3 separate regions of the Gossypium hirsutum genome follow, and all the other regions are linked to region 1. Evidence: chromatin contacts called from public Hi-C data. All regions are on one chromosome and are shown on one strand. Each heading gives the region's core, a stretch centred on a gene start, on an enhancer-like site or on the middle of the called end of the contact. The rest is flanking DNA. Distances are from core to core; before and after follow the strand shown.

Evidence for each region. Hi-C and Micro-C count contacts between places; a contact is called where the count stands out from the background.
Region 2: a Hi-C map of leaf shows a contact between it and region 1, with 4 times the contacts expected there. The contact joins the promoter of LOC107888821 here to the promoter of LOC121209955 in region 1. A contact is called at or near these places in 7 of 34 Hi-C or Micro-C datasets (anther, hypocotyl and leaf).
Region 3: a contact with region 1 is called in a Hi-C map of leaf, with 1.8 times the contacts expected there. The contact joins the promoter of LOC107913415 here to the promoter of LOC121209955 in region 1. A contact is called at or near these places in 3 of 34 Hi-C or Micro-C datasets (all in leaf).

What each region holds. Positions count from the first base shown.
Region 1 is chrA11:49,093,347-49,097,656 of Gossypium_hirsutum_v2.1, reverse strand. LOC121209955 (ras-related protein Rab11A) reads right to left here and starts at 1,896. Exons shown (of 2, transcript XM_041081996.1): 1 at 1-1,896. The coding sequence starts at 53.
Region 2 is chrA11:49,315,657-49,319,966 of Gossypium_hirsutum_v2.1, reverse strand. LOC107888821 (40S ribosomal protein S6) reads left to right here and starts at 2,219. Exons shown (of 6, transcript XM_016813050.2): 1 at 2,219-2,530; 2 at 2,627-2,691; 3 at 3,239-3,296; 4 at 3,397-3,505; 5 at 3,590-3,862; 6 at 4,002-4,310. The coding sequence starts at 2,525. The coding sequence ends at 4,240.
Region 3 is chrA11:49,260,807-49,265,116 of Gossypium_hirsutum_v2.1, reverse strand. LOC107913415 (peroxidase 17) reads right to left here and starts at 1,915. Exons shown (of 3, transcript XM_016841989.2): 1 at 1,507-1,915; 2 at 1,208-1,399. The coding sequence starts at 1,704.

The DNA of each region.
Region 1 (4,310 bases), core at 647-3,146:
AAAACGTAGTCAATCTTCTGGCTTGGGTCCCCATACCCTCCTCCACTAGCCATTTTCCCTTCTAATTCTACTTCTAAGTCTTGTTTATTTCACTTGATTTGGTTTTGTTTTGTTTTGTTTCGGCCTGAAATATAGCTAAGAGCCGAAGGACACAGTTGGTAACGTTGAGTTTTAGATTATTGTCTTGTGAAAGGCAAAGTGAAAGTCTAAAATCTAAATAATTGATGAGAAAGACAATTTGTTCATTAGGAAGGAGAGGAGGGATTCGGTGGATCAGGATTTAGACTACATATGAGATGATAATCCAGTGAGTAGCAGACATTAATCCGTTTGCTTTCAACCAACCAAATATAAACCCTTTTTGTAATTTCATACATTTAAGGTGAAGTTTTTAGATTATGTAAGTTCACAATTATATTATAAGATATATTAAAATATTTTAAAAAATAAACATTTAAAAAAAAGACACATGACGATTTTTTTGATAACTTGTAAAATAAAAAAATATACATTAAACTTTTTATACCATTATTGTATTTTATAATTTAAATTTTTTAAATTAATTTAAATTAATACTTTTTAAATATAATGAATTTACAAATAATATAAGTTAAACCTTTATAAGTAATTGACAAATAATATATTAAAATCGCATATGTTATTAAAATATTTTTAAAATAGTATTAAAATTAATAAATATTAAACTTATACATATATGTTAAAATATAAAATTAATAAGTAAATTATAGATTTAAAGAAATCGAAAAATAAATATCTTTTTCATAAAAGCAATCTAGGAGTTCAATAGTCATATATAAAAAATTGACAAAAATTATTTCATATTTGAAATTAAAGTTTTATTACATTTTCATATAAATTTAACTGAGAGATAAAGGTAAATAATTTTTTAAAAACAAGTAAATGTTAAGCTTACTTTTAATTAATTTTTAAATACATGAGTAAAATATAATGAATTTATTAAATTATAGTTATACTTTTTTATATAATATATTAATTTGCATACTTGTGTGATAAACCTATTTGATTGTTTATATAAACATTTCAAAACATATGGTGCTATAAACGTGTGAAAAAAAAATTTAAAATGTTTTTCACTTATTGAAATACATTTTTCACTTAATATTTCATATACGTAATTTTTAGATAATATTATATTAGGTTTATAATTTTTTTAAAAAATTACTTCACAATATTTTAAATAAAATTTACAACACATTTTCAAAAAAATAATTGTCTAATTATAAAATCAAATGATTTAAAAATCATTAGATTTATGTCTATATTAATAAAAAAATTATCTATTAAAAATTTGTTTTCATCGTCGTTAGTTACCTTAGATGATTAATCATGCACTAATTAAGTATTGCGTCAATTAATTACAATTTCAATCAGTTTAAATAACTAATTCATTGGTTACCTTACAATTGTAATGAAAGAATAACTTGGTCATGGTTTTACTTAATCAAACATCTTACCAAGGCCCATAACCACACAAACACAATTTTAATAACTCAAGTAGATGAAATGCAATCAACCTAACACAAATTAAATTCAAGCCATATCAAATAAATAAACTATTCAACATGACAAATATTCATAGACATGTTTATCATAACAACAAAAAAATTAAAAGGACAGGGAACAAGAATCAAATCTGGTATTTTCTCATTAGCTTGACTAGTTTGCTCTACTCCTCCTTCTCTGCTTGTTCTTGCCGAACCGGGGCTTCTACAAACACTTGAATACTGCTTGAAATGGTGGTTGATTGACTCTTTTTCAAGAGGTGAAATCAGAAAGGAAACAGGGGAAGAAAATGAAGAACAATGGAAGGGAATAAGAGAGAAAAATGAGAGAGAAGTGAAGAGATGAGAAGGGTTGAGATGTGTTTGAAGTGAGCAGCCAAGGGGGTATTTATAGGTTGAAAAGGCTGCTAAAAATAGCCAAAATAAGCAGCCAAAGACTCCCCCCATGGCCGGCCACACGTGGCATGTTTGAAGATTTCAAATATGTTATTTTAAGGTAGAGGCAAATCTAGAAAGGCATAAATAGTGGAGGGGTTTGAATGCAATTTAGAGGAGTTTTTAAGGGCCATTTTGCAAGCCAAATAATCAGCCAAGCAAGCTGATTGGGTCAGCATGTGGACGGTTTTGGGCTTCCCAATGTTCGGTTAGATCGATTTTCTCCATTCAAATCAACTGGGTCCCTTTTCATAATTAATTAATAATAATTTATTTAATCCAAATTAAATTGGATTAAAATGAAAATTAATTATATTATGAATTAATACACATAATTTGGACCGTCTTAGGTTGAAAAATTAAGTAACCTTGATGCTTCAAAATTGCTTCTCAGTTTTGCGCTTCTAACAATGTCCGTTGAGCCATTTTTCGCCCTTTGCCCGAATCTGTCGAAAAGAATTAAAATTAATCAAAATTTGATATAAAATTAATTAAAATTCAACATGTTCATATTTTGAGTGTAATTTAATTATTTTATAATAATTATATATTTTTCTACAAGAATTTTATCGAAATTGCATGAATTTGAGTTAAAAAGGGCATGAAAAAATGTGTATATTTTTGTGTTTCCACACCCCCAAACTTAATTCATTGCTCATCCTGAGTAATGCACAAATTTGAAAAGAATTTATCAGAAAACACCTTTGAAAAATGTGTATATTTTCGTGCTGCAATCATTAAGTTTAATTTATGCCTTCATATATTGAACATAACAATTTCTCTCCACTAATGTAGGTAGCATAGAAACTTGAATCAATAGTTCTTTTAAATAGGTTGTAACATGGCTAAGCTAGGGGTAGGTAAAAGATAGATAAATTTAGGCTAAAAACTCTAGACTCAGCTTGAATCGGACCTTTGAAATAATTACCTTCAACACACCAACTTATTTCGCTTTCACATGCTCTTTTATACATCTATTTCTTTCGAGTACATATGCTCTCTTTTTTTTCTTTTTTTTTTAATTTCACGAGTATTTTGCTGTATGTATTACAATTTTTTGAGCATTTGATTCTTCTTTTCAACTCCCCCAAACTTGTTTCAAAGAATATTATGAATAGCACCGAGTCTAGTGTTTGGGACAATTTAAAGATAATTGAGAGAAAAGTGATGGCTAAATATTGCAAAGGTTCAAATAAAATTAGGCTATATAGTCTCAAAGTTGGGTTTCAAAGGATAAAAATTCATCAAGGTAGGCTTGAAAGGCTCAAATGGTCCAAACAAAAGTTGCCTAAATCATTTTCAACATTCCATGCTTCCTAGGATTTCGCCTCAAGAAACTACTAAGTCAATTTTAGAGACTTAAACTTTCATGCATGCTTAACTTTCCTAAGGAACTAAAAATTTTATGGTATGATTTGCATGCTTTATTAAAAATACATTCATGTCATATTTCAGTTAACATAACAATTATTGAAATAATCAAACTTTATTTATATTGAAGTTTAGCATATTTAACAAAATTTCAAATTTTTGAACAAAATATAACCTAATCATAACTGAAAGAAAAATTTATTCTGAGTGGAAATAATTTCAATTTTTTGATCCCCCTGCTTAAGATGAACAATGTCTTCATTGTTAAAAGTGAATAGATACTATACACCAAATAGGATTCTAGAAAAGAGGAGGTGAGTCAATTTGTCTGCTTAAGTACCAAGCTCTCTCTAGATCCAATCGTAGACATGTATATATCTATTGCCACACTTTGTACTTTGTACTTCGCAACTTGTTCATTTTTATTTATGATTTTAACCTCTTGTTTTATTATGTGAAAATAAAAATTACTAATAAAACCTAATCCTATTAAATAACCTAAGAACGGAAATAAAATAAAGTCAAGATCCACCTTTTTTATTTATTTGCAGATCCCTTCGAATTCGACTTATCTTTTGCTCCGTTGTCTTTGTTTTTGCATGAATCACTTCGTTCCCTCTTCGATAGTGGACTCCATGGTTCAAATATGAAATTTGGAAATTCAGTCACAAAAATAAATGGGTCATTGTATATTTTCGTAAGAACACTTCTCATTGAGTCATCCTATTTTTTTTAATATCTCCAGTAAGCTTGTTGCTGCCACTACATATGTTGCATGATGTCCATCAATTTCGACAGGTCATCTTGAAGCTCTGAGCGAGGCGATTGAGTCCTGAAGATTGAAGTTGCGACGTCAAGTTCGGTTACTAGTTCTATTGGTTCTACCTTATCAGGTATTACAGCTAACTGCCTTGGTTTGATCTCTGTGGGATCTTCTTCTTCTTTTTCTTCATGATCCTC
Region 2 (4,310 bases), core at 970-3,469, 220 kb before region 1:
CCAAGGAAGAAGATGGGTAAGAAATTTTGGCTTTTATTTTGTTTATTAAGTCATTTAATTTCTAAATGACCAAAATGCCCTTAACTTAAAAATATTCTATTTCACCTATTTCATATTCATTTTTGTCCAAAAAATTATCGAATGGTCTAATTACCATTTAAGGACCTCCAATTTAAAATTTCATAACAATTGGACACCTCTAGCTTCTAGAACTCAAGTTTTGCACTCTTTACGATTTAGTCCTTTTGATTAAATTGAGTGCCCAAATGTCGAAATTTTCGAACGAAATTTTTACAAAATCACTCCGTGAAATTTTAGACTATAAAAAATAATAAAAATAAATTTTATTACGTTAGATTTGTGGCTCCAAAACCACTATTTCGACTAGACCCAAAATCAGGCTGTTGCACTTCAGGCTTCAAAGACTTGTTAAAAATTAAGTTAATTTAAGGCTTTTTAAAAGTTTATTTTGTCCAACAATTCGAAAATAATTTTAAAGACTTATAAACAATTTTTGAAAATCTAAGTAGGAAATTTTTAATATACTTTTTGTTATATCAAAATACTTGAAAAATTAGAGGTAACAACATAGATAGGATATGTATTACAAGGTCTTATGTCTCAAGTGACATGGAGGCTTAAGTTATTGATACATGACATACTTAATTGTGATGAAACACGGTAATTGTGTTATTTACCTCCATATTTTTGTTATTTTCAAAATGGAATATAATTTAAAATAATATTACATTATTTTTTTTGGTGAAATAAAAATTAAAAGGACTCAATTGTGTCATACAATATCAAAAGCACCATTTGCTTAAATACATATAACTCAAACCACCCAATATTTTTTATTCTGTAGTAACTTTTGGATTCGCCTCACCAGAGCTGAGGAAGAAATAGTTGGAATGTTCGTTGTTATTGCTTGCACCACCCCTCGAGATTATCTGTATGTATCAAAATTTTTCCACTCCCTGTTCTATAAGAAAGGTAAGGGCATCCAAAATACCCCAAAGTTGGGCATCAAAGATAAAGCACATATATTAATGGATTAAAATTTAATTTTATAAAACTATTAAATATTTGAAAATTTTCAAATAATATTATTTATAAATTTAAGATAATTAAATTTATTATTAATTAAAATTATGTAGGTGAAGATATCAATAACAAAAATGTTATTTATGTATAAAATTAAAACCAAATATTAATTGACGCATATCATCATCATTATATGACTATTTTCTTAAATTAACTGCTATATACAAATTATTTATTTTAATCACATCCATTATATTAATTTTTTATCAAATTGAACTAATAATTTTGAAAAAAAAAATATTCTTTCATTCAATTAGAATAACCGATCTTATGCCAAATGAACGTAACTCAATAAAATAAAGATTTATAACTTTTACGAATGGGTAAATTCCTTTTTAAACCAATCCATCTTTTGTTAAATTATTTTAAAGTACTCAATATTCCTAAATTAAGTACTTATTCTTTCCAGACTTTTAAAATTTAAAAAAATTCCTTTATTAAAATTACAAAATTAGACTCTATTATTTTTTATTTGTTCTAAAAAATTATATTTCAATAAAAAATAAAATAAATTATTTAAGCAATTATACATTTTATTTTGTAGAAAAAAATTATCAAAAAAATTATTATTTTTATATTTCGAAGATTTTATAAATAAATACAATAAGAGAAAATATATTTCTAATTTTTATTACTATTTGAGAAAATATATATATTCTAATTTTTTTTAAAAAAATAATATCAAGATAAACCTGAACAAGAAACAAACCAGTAGTATATATATTATAATTTATTTATACTGAATCTAATTAAAATTGCATAGTATTTATTATTAATTATTCGTACTTGGTGAATGACCTAATGATGATAACAATAAGTATATTTTTAATGTTGGAGAGAATATTTTAATAAATATGGAATGTTAGAGTAATTAGATAAAATTGTATGAGATATTTATTTTCTTGTTAATTTTATTGATAATTGTATTGTTAAATATTTTATTAGACTAATGTATTATTTAAAATGATTTGATTTTAATTGTTATTTATTTAAAGAATTTTTTTATTATTAATAATTTAAAAATAATTAATATTTTTTAAAATTTAAAATTATATGATTATATAATTACATTTTACATACTTTATAATATAATTGCTATCTTAATAATTACACTACCATTAATCTAAATTAATTTTTTTTGCTACATCCACGGATTAACAGGTCTGATAGATCAAATTTTACTTTGGGCTTACAATGAGCAGTAAGTAAATCCGAACCCACAAAATATCCATGTTCGTGAATCTGGGTTGACTCGGACCAACTTACAGACTTCCCTAATAACACCAGATTATTTTCCTTTATATTTAAACCTCCCCGAAAACCCTAACCCTCGAAACCTTAAGTTAGCAAGAGAGCAGCAGCAGTCTCGGCGGCGGCAGTTCTCCCCAGGGTCTAGTTTCTAAACAACCATCAAACAGAAATGAAGGTTTTACCCCTCTTTCCGCTTCTTTTTATTAAGGAAAAAGAAGATATTTCTGTCCCTTTTGGGTTTTTGTTGATTCTCTTCATTTGTTTGTTTCAGTTCAATATTGCAAATCCGACTACTGGCTGCCAGAAGAAGCTGGAAATTGACGATGACCAGAAACTGTAATTTTCTTTTCTCTTTTTTTGTTTTTTGGTTTTAAATTGTTTGGTTTAATTTTATTTTGTTGCTCTAAATTTCAATATTAGTCTTATATTTTGAAAGGCGAAAACACCCAGTTGAGTTTTCATGCTTCTTTTCGTATTGAGTGAGATTGAATTTTTAGAGTATTTAGAGATGCGCAAAATATGGGTGGAAGAAGCAAATTCAAAGGTAGAAAGTAGGTTAATGAAATTTATATGAATTTTTTGCTAATAATAGAATTTGTAAAGCAAAGTGGAAGGCAAAAGTTGTTTATACTTCCCAAAAAATGAGCTAGCATAATACATTTTGTAATTATTTTCTCTTGCCATATATTTTTTAAGTTAGGTTTCCTTTTGGGACTAGTTCTTGTCAAGCTACCACAATGCGAAGGAAATTCAACTGTGTTGTACCCTTTAACCATAGTTTTAACAGTATGCTTATTACATTTAGCGTCTTGGGGCGAGGTACTGCGAGCGTATTTGTTCCTGAGGAAGAAAAATTTCTGACCTTGGAACTTTGATATTGCAGCCGAGCCTTCTTTGACAAGAGGATCTCCCAAGAAGTCAGTGGTGATGCCCTTGGCGAGGTATGTTTCCAAGTTACTTTTAGTTTCTCTTTATCAAATTTATGCTTTTGAATCTGGCCATCTTAACTGCAGTTTGCTCTTATCTCATATCATTTAACAGGAGTTTAAGGGCTATGTGTTCAAGATAATGGGAGGCTGTGACAAGCAAGGTTTTCCAATGAAGCAAGGAGTTCTGACTCCAGGCCGTGTTCGTCTTTTGCTTCACAGAGGTCTGTAGACTGCAAATTAGTTGCATTTGTTTGTTTGTATAGAAATGTTTTTTACTTGTTGACCAATTGTTTTTCTTTGAATAGGTACTCCCTGCTTCCGTGGGTATGGTAGGAGAAATGGAGAGCGAAGGAGGAAGTCAGTTCGCGGATGCATTGTTAGTCAAGATCTTTCAGTTCTGAACTTGGTTATTGTTAAGAAGGGTGAAAATGATCTTCCTGGATTGACCGACACTGAGAAGCCAAGAATGAGGGGTCCAAAGAGAGCTTCGAAAATCCGGAAGTTGTTCAACCTCTCTAAGGAAGATGATGTTCGGAAATATGTTAATACATATCGCCGAACCTTTACAACCAAATCTGGTGAGTACTAAATATTTGTTTGTGCTTCATTGAGTTTCCTGGGGAATGAGTTTTGGTCAATGATTTACTTTTCATAAATAAGTTAATGATGGTAGTTGCTCCCCTAGTTGAAAATAAATAACACTTTTTTGGAATGCAGGTAAAAAAGTAAGCAAGGCTCCCAAAATTCAGAGGTTGGTGACTCCGTTGACCTTGCAGAGGAAGCGTGGCAGAATTGCAGAGAAGAAGAAGAGAGTTGCAAAGGCCAAGGCTGATGCTGCTGAATACCAGAAGCTCCTTGCCCAGAGGTTGAAGGAACAGCGTGAGCGCAGGAGTGAGAGCTTGGCCAAGAAGAGATCTAGGCTCTCTGCTGCTTCTAAGCCATCCATTGCAGCTTAATTGTACCACATACAAGGATTGGTATTTTCTTCGGTTTTGAATGTTGATTCTAAAATCTCATTATAGGTTG
Region 3 (4,310 bases), core at 666-3,165, 170 kb before region 1:
TTATATTTTTATTATCGTAAAATTATACAAATTATACAATTTAATTCTGACCTCAAAAAAAAATTTCCAACTCCTCCACTCCATTAGGTGAATTACACAAAATCATAATGGAGAACCCAATATATTTCTCGAATTAATATAATTTATATGCTATTAAAAAGAATCAAACAAAGTTAATATTTACTACTTAAAATAATATAAAAATTAATATTTTTTTCATTTACATTTTTATTCCAAACAAAATAATTTAAATTTAGATTTATTTAATTATTTTTTAATAATAAATGAGTTAATTTAATCAGATTCGTATCCTAAGTCGAAAGTCTCTAAATTGTAAAGCAAAAGGCTTAGAAAGTTACTAACAAAGTTAGCTTAAAACAAAATACAATTAGTAATATCTGCTACTGTCAAACTTCCAAGGGTTTTTTCACTCCACTAAGTAGAATTAATTACTTGATAACCAAAAATAGAAGGATTAAGAAGTTAGGATAATCTAGAGGTTCAAATCCCTACTAAATATATATGTACATGAGTTGTAGTCCAAATTTAAAAGATTTTAAGGCTCAAGAAACCTATATTAATATTAATATCTTTTTAGAATTAAATTTTTAGAATTCAGTGCAAGTCAAATTGAACAAAAAATACAAGTCGTATCCAAGCCGGACCAGATCTGTTGGGCTGGGAGGGCCACAAATGAGTAAACCCAGCACATGCAATCTTTTTTCTTTTATTTTCGTGAAATTTTTTAAGATTAAAGAAAATAAAATGAAAAACGGCTATTGGGGAAGGCAAAAAGAGGGAAAAGCAAGTGGACTTAACAGCTACAATACTATAATTACTTCGTAACTGATGACTGTGAAACGTTAAGTGCAAGAAATGTTACTATTTTTTTATGGAAAAAGTAATGCTACTATTGTTTTAATTTTTGTAACATCACTAATCTTTGCTATTTTTTTGAACATTAAGTGGAAAAAAATATTCTTCTTACAAAAGCTGGATGGGGCTAAGATTATAATAATTTATGGCAATATTTTAAGTTTATCAATCGCCCTAGTTGACAAAGTTGGGACAAAAGGCGCCCATTCATGCTGAATTTCTGGCAAAATGTTTAACATATAGCTTTTTATATAAATAAAAAGAAGAAAAAGTGTTGCGTATATTTTTAAGAATAATAAAATAGGAAGATAAGAAAGGTAGGAATAGTTACGAGAGCAACAGCATCTCTGGCGGCCATGATTATGATATCCGCACAAGAAACGATGCCCGGACAAGCCTTCTCCAAGGCTTCCTTCACCTCATACACAACCTCGAATGATCTTAGCGAATTTATATTGGAAAGAGCTAGTTTTTCCCCAAGCATGTTTGGCGTATCATCTAGCAGCAAAGAAGCATCACAACCCTGTAACACACAAAGGGGAAGAAAGGCAAACAAATTATTGGTAGCTTGCCGTATTAAAACATATATGTGTAGTTTTTTTTTTTTTGGGTGAAAAAAGGTTTTTTTACATTAACGAAACAATCGTGGAACTGAAAGCGCATGACGGAGGCAACGCTTCTCGGTTCCCTAATCATGGCCTTCATCATCTCATATCTCACTATCGCTTCTGCTTCTGGACATGTTTGAGCGTAAAACCCTGGTCGGAGAGTCTCTGCGGCCGCCATTGTCACTAGTAGGACAAACAGCACTGAAGGATAGAGAGACATTTTTTTTTTTGAGGTGAGGGACTAGGGTGGATGGGTTTGTCTGAAATTAATAGACCAACTTAGGTTTTTCTGAATGGCTTCTTAAACTTGTTGAATGTATTATATCGTGGAGCTATGGGTGGGATATGATAGTGTTGGTTGGTTTCTATATGATAAATCTTTTTAACAAGGGATACGAGATGTGAGTTGTTTAAAGATGGAATTCGGAACGGATGTGAATTTAAGATTTAAATAGATGTTCTTTTATCATTTGATGTACAGAGAGAACAATGATAAAGAAAAATTACTACAAACTTTTTTCCTATAATTCTGTATTTTTCAAAAATTAAGAAATTAATTTATCTATTTGCAATTTAGTTTCTTTTACTTTTTTTTAATTTTAAGATTTAATTCCAATGCTAATTTTTTTATTAAATTTATTGTTTTGATATTCTAAAATAAAAAATTACTCATTTAATAATTATGTAATTAAAAAATATTTTATATTTAACCTGAAATTAACAAAAAGTAATTAACCTAAATTTAAAAATTAAAAAAACAATTATATTCTTAAAAATAAAAATACATAAACTAAATTCTTAATTTTTAAAAATTACTAACTATATGCGTTTTTTAACAAATTCTTTTCTTTTATAAGTTTATATCAACTGAAATCCAAAAAGATTTTGTATGGATAAGACAAACAGTACTATTCTCTCTATTTAAGAAGATATTAAATTTGGAAAAAAATATTTTTCCTATTTTTAGTGAAATTTTTAAATTTTATAAATAGAGTATCTTATAAATATAGTAAAATATTTTTAAAAAATAAATATAAAAAAATACATTTACTTTACCGATATATCAACCACTAACCCAAAAAGTAATACCATTTATTTTAATTTCATCAGAGTTACTTTTAAACTAAAATGAACTGAAAAGTGCGATAATGCAATTACCATAGTAAAAAAACGGATTGATAAATTTGTTCAGTTATCTAAACTAAAACTACTCTTATGGTAGATTTACTATGCGAATGAAAAAAATAAAAATATTTATGCAATGATATTTTTAAAATAAAATTATTGTAAATAATAATTCTGATCGTTCGGTAATTTTTCAATAATATGGTATAATAATTTATTTGAACTTTTAAATTTATAAAAAAATTATTTTAATTTTTTATTTAATTTTTTTAATTTTTTTAGTCTTTAAATTTATATTGTTTGTCAAATAACTCCAAAATAAATAAATAAAAATTAATGTTTATTAACTTTACCGACGTGATATACATGTGAATCCAACATCAATAAATAATTATTTTTTAAAATTTTAAAAATTCAAAAATATTATTATATTTATTTAAAAAGTATAAAAATATATAAAAAATTATTTTTTAATATTTTTAAAAATTAATTAATTGTTAACGTGGCAATTTACATGCAGTAAAATTAACAAATATTAAATTTTTCATTCATTTTAAGGTGATTTGATAAATAATACAAGTTTAAATATTAAAAAAGATGAAAAATTAAATGACAAATTAAAATAAACTTTTTTATATATGAAAAGGTTAAGAAAATTATTATATTCAATTAAATTAGTATCCAATTAATTTATAACATTAAAAATATTTAAATAACAGAATAGGATGAAAAAAAAATCCATTTAGACAAAATTGAAGATAAAGAATTAAAGAGAGAGGGCAGATAATTTTCTTTATTTATTGGGTGAAAAATGATGAGATTGTTGAGAAAGCATTTGCATGGTGTCAAAAATTTAGAGGGCTTTTCAGCCTTTGTCACGACCAAAAGAGGCAAGTCGAACAAATTGGCTAAAAGTGCGTGAGATAGTGGATAATATTAAACGCAATATAAATTATATGATATAAAATAATGATTTTGTCGAATAATATAAATTTACAAATGCGATTACGACACCCATATCATGTGTTCATCTTTGTTGTTTTAATTCTATTATATATTATAAGAATATGTCTTAATTTTGTTAATGTTTTTTTTTAAGTTATAGATAATTAACATTAACATTAACTGTTATATGTTTTGTGTTGCTTTCTTTTATTTATTAAGTACTTTTTATGAAAATGTTAAAATTTTTGTCTTACATCAATGTTTTTTTTTGAAAAGATTATATTTTATAAGAATTTTGAGGCATATTCTCAATAGGTAAAGGTGGAAAGTTAAATCATAAAATAATGGTTGCATATTTTACTCCATGAGACCTTTACACCGGTATATAATATGCTCAAAATGGTTGTGTGATAAATGAGAAATTGACGCTTAAAATAAGCTACTTGAAAATATTGTTAGGACAAGTAAAGGCTTAAATCCCATATTGGTTAAATACAAAGTATGATATGTGTTTATATATATGAACTCTCTTGAAAAATAATTCAATGACTAAACTTGTAACTTTGCCTCATGTGCAAGGGGATGTAAACTTGATAGGGTTAGGGTGCACACCATGTTTCACAGGCCTTAACATTTCGTAAAATCCTTATTCTTCTTTCAGATTTAAGCTTTTATTTGATTTTAATTTTGATTAGTTTTTAGTATTTGATTGTAACACCCCAAACTCGGCCCAGACGTTATGACCGGATCCGACAT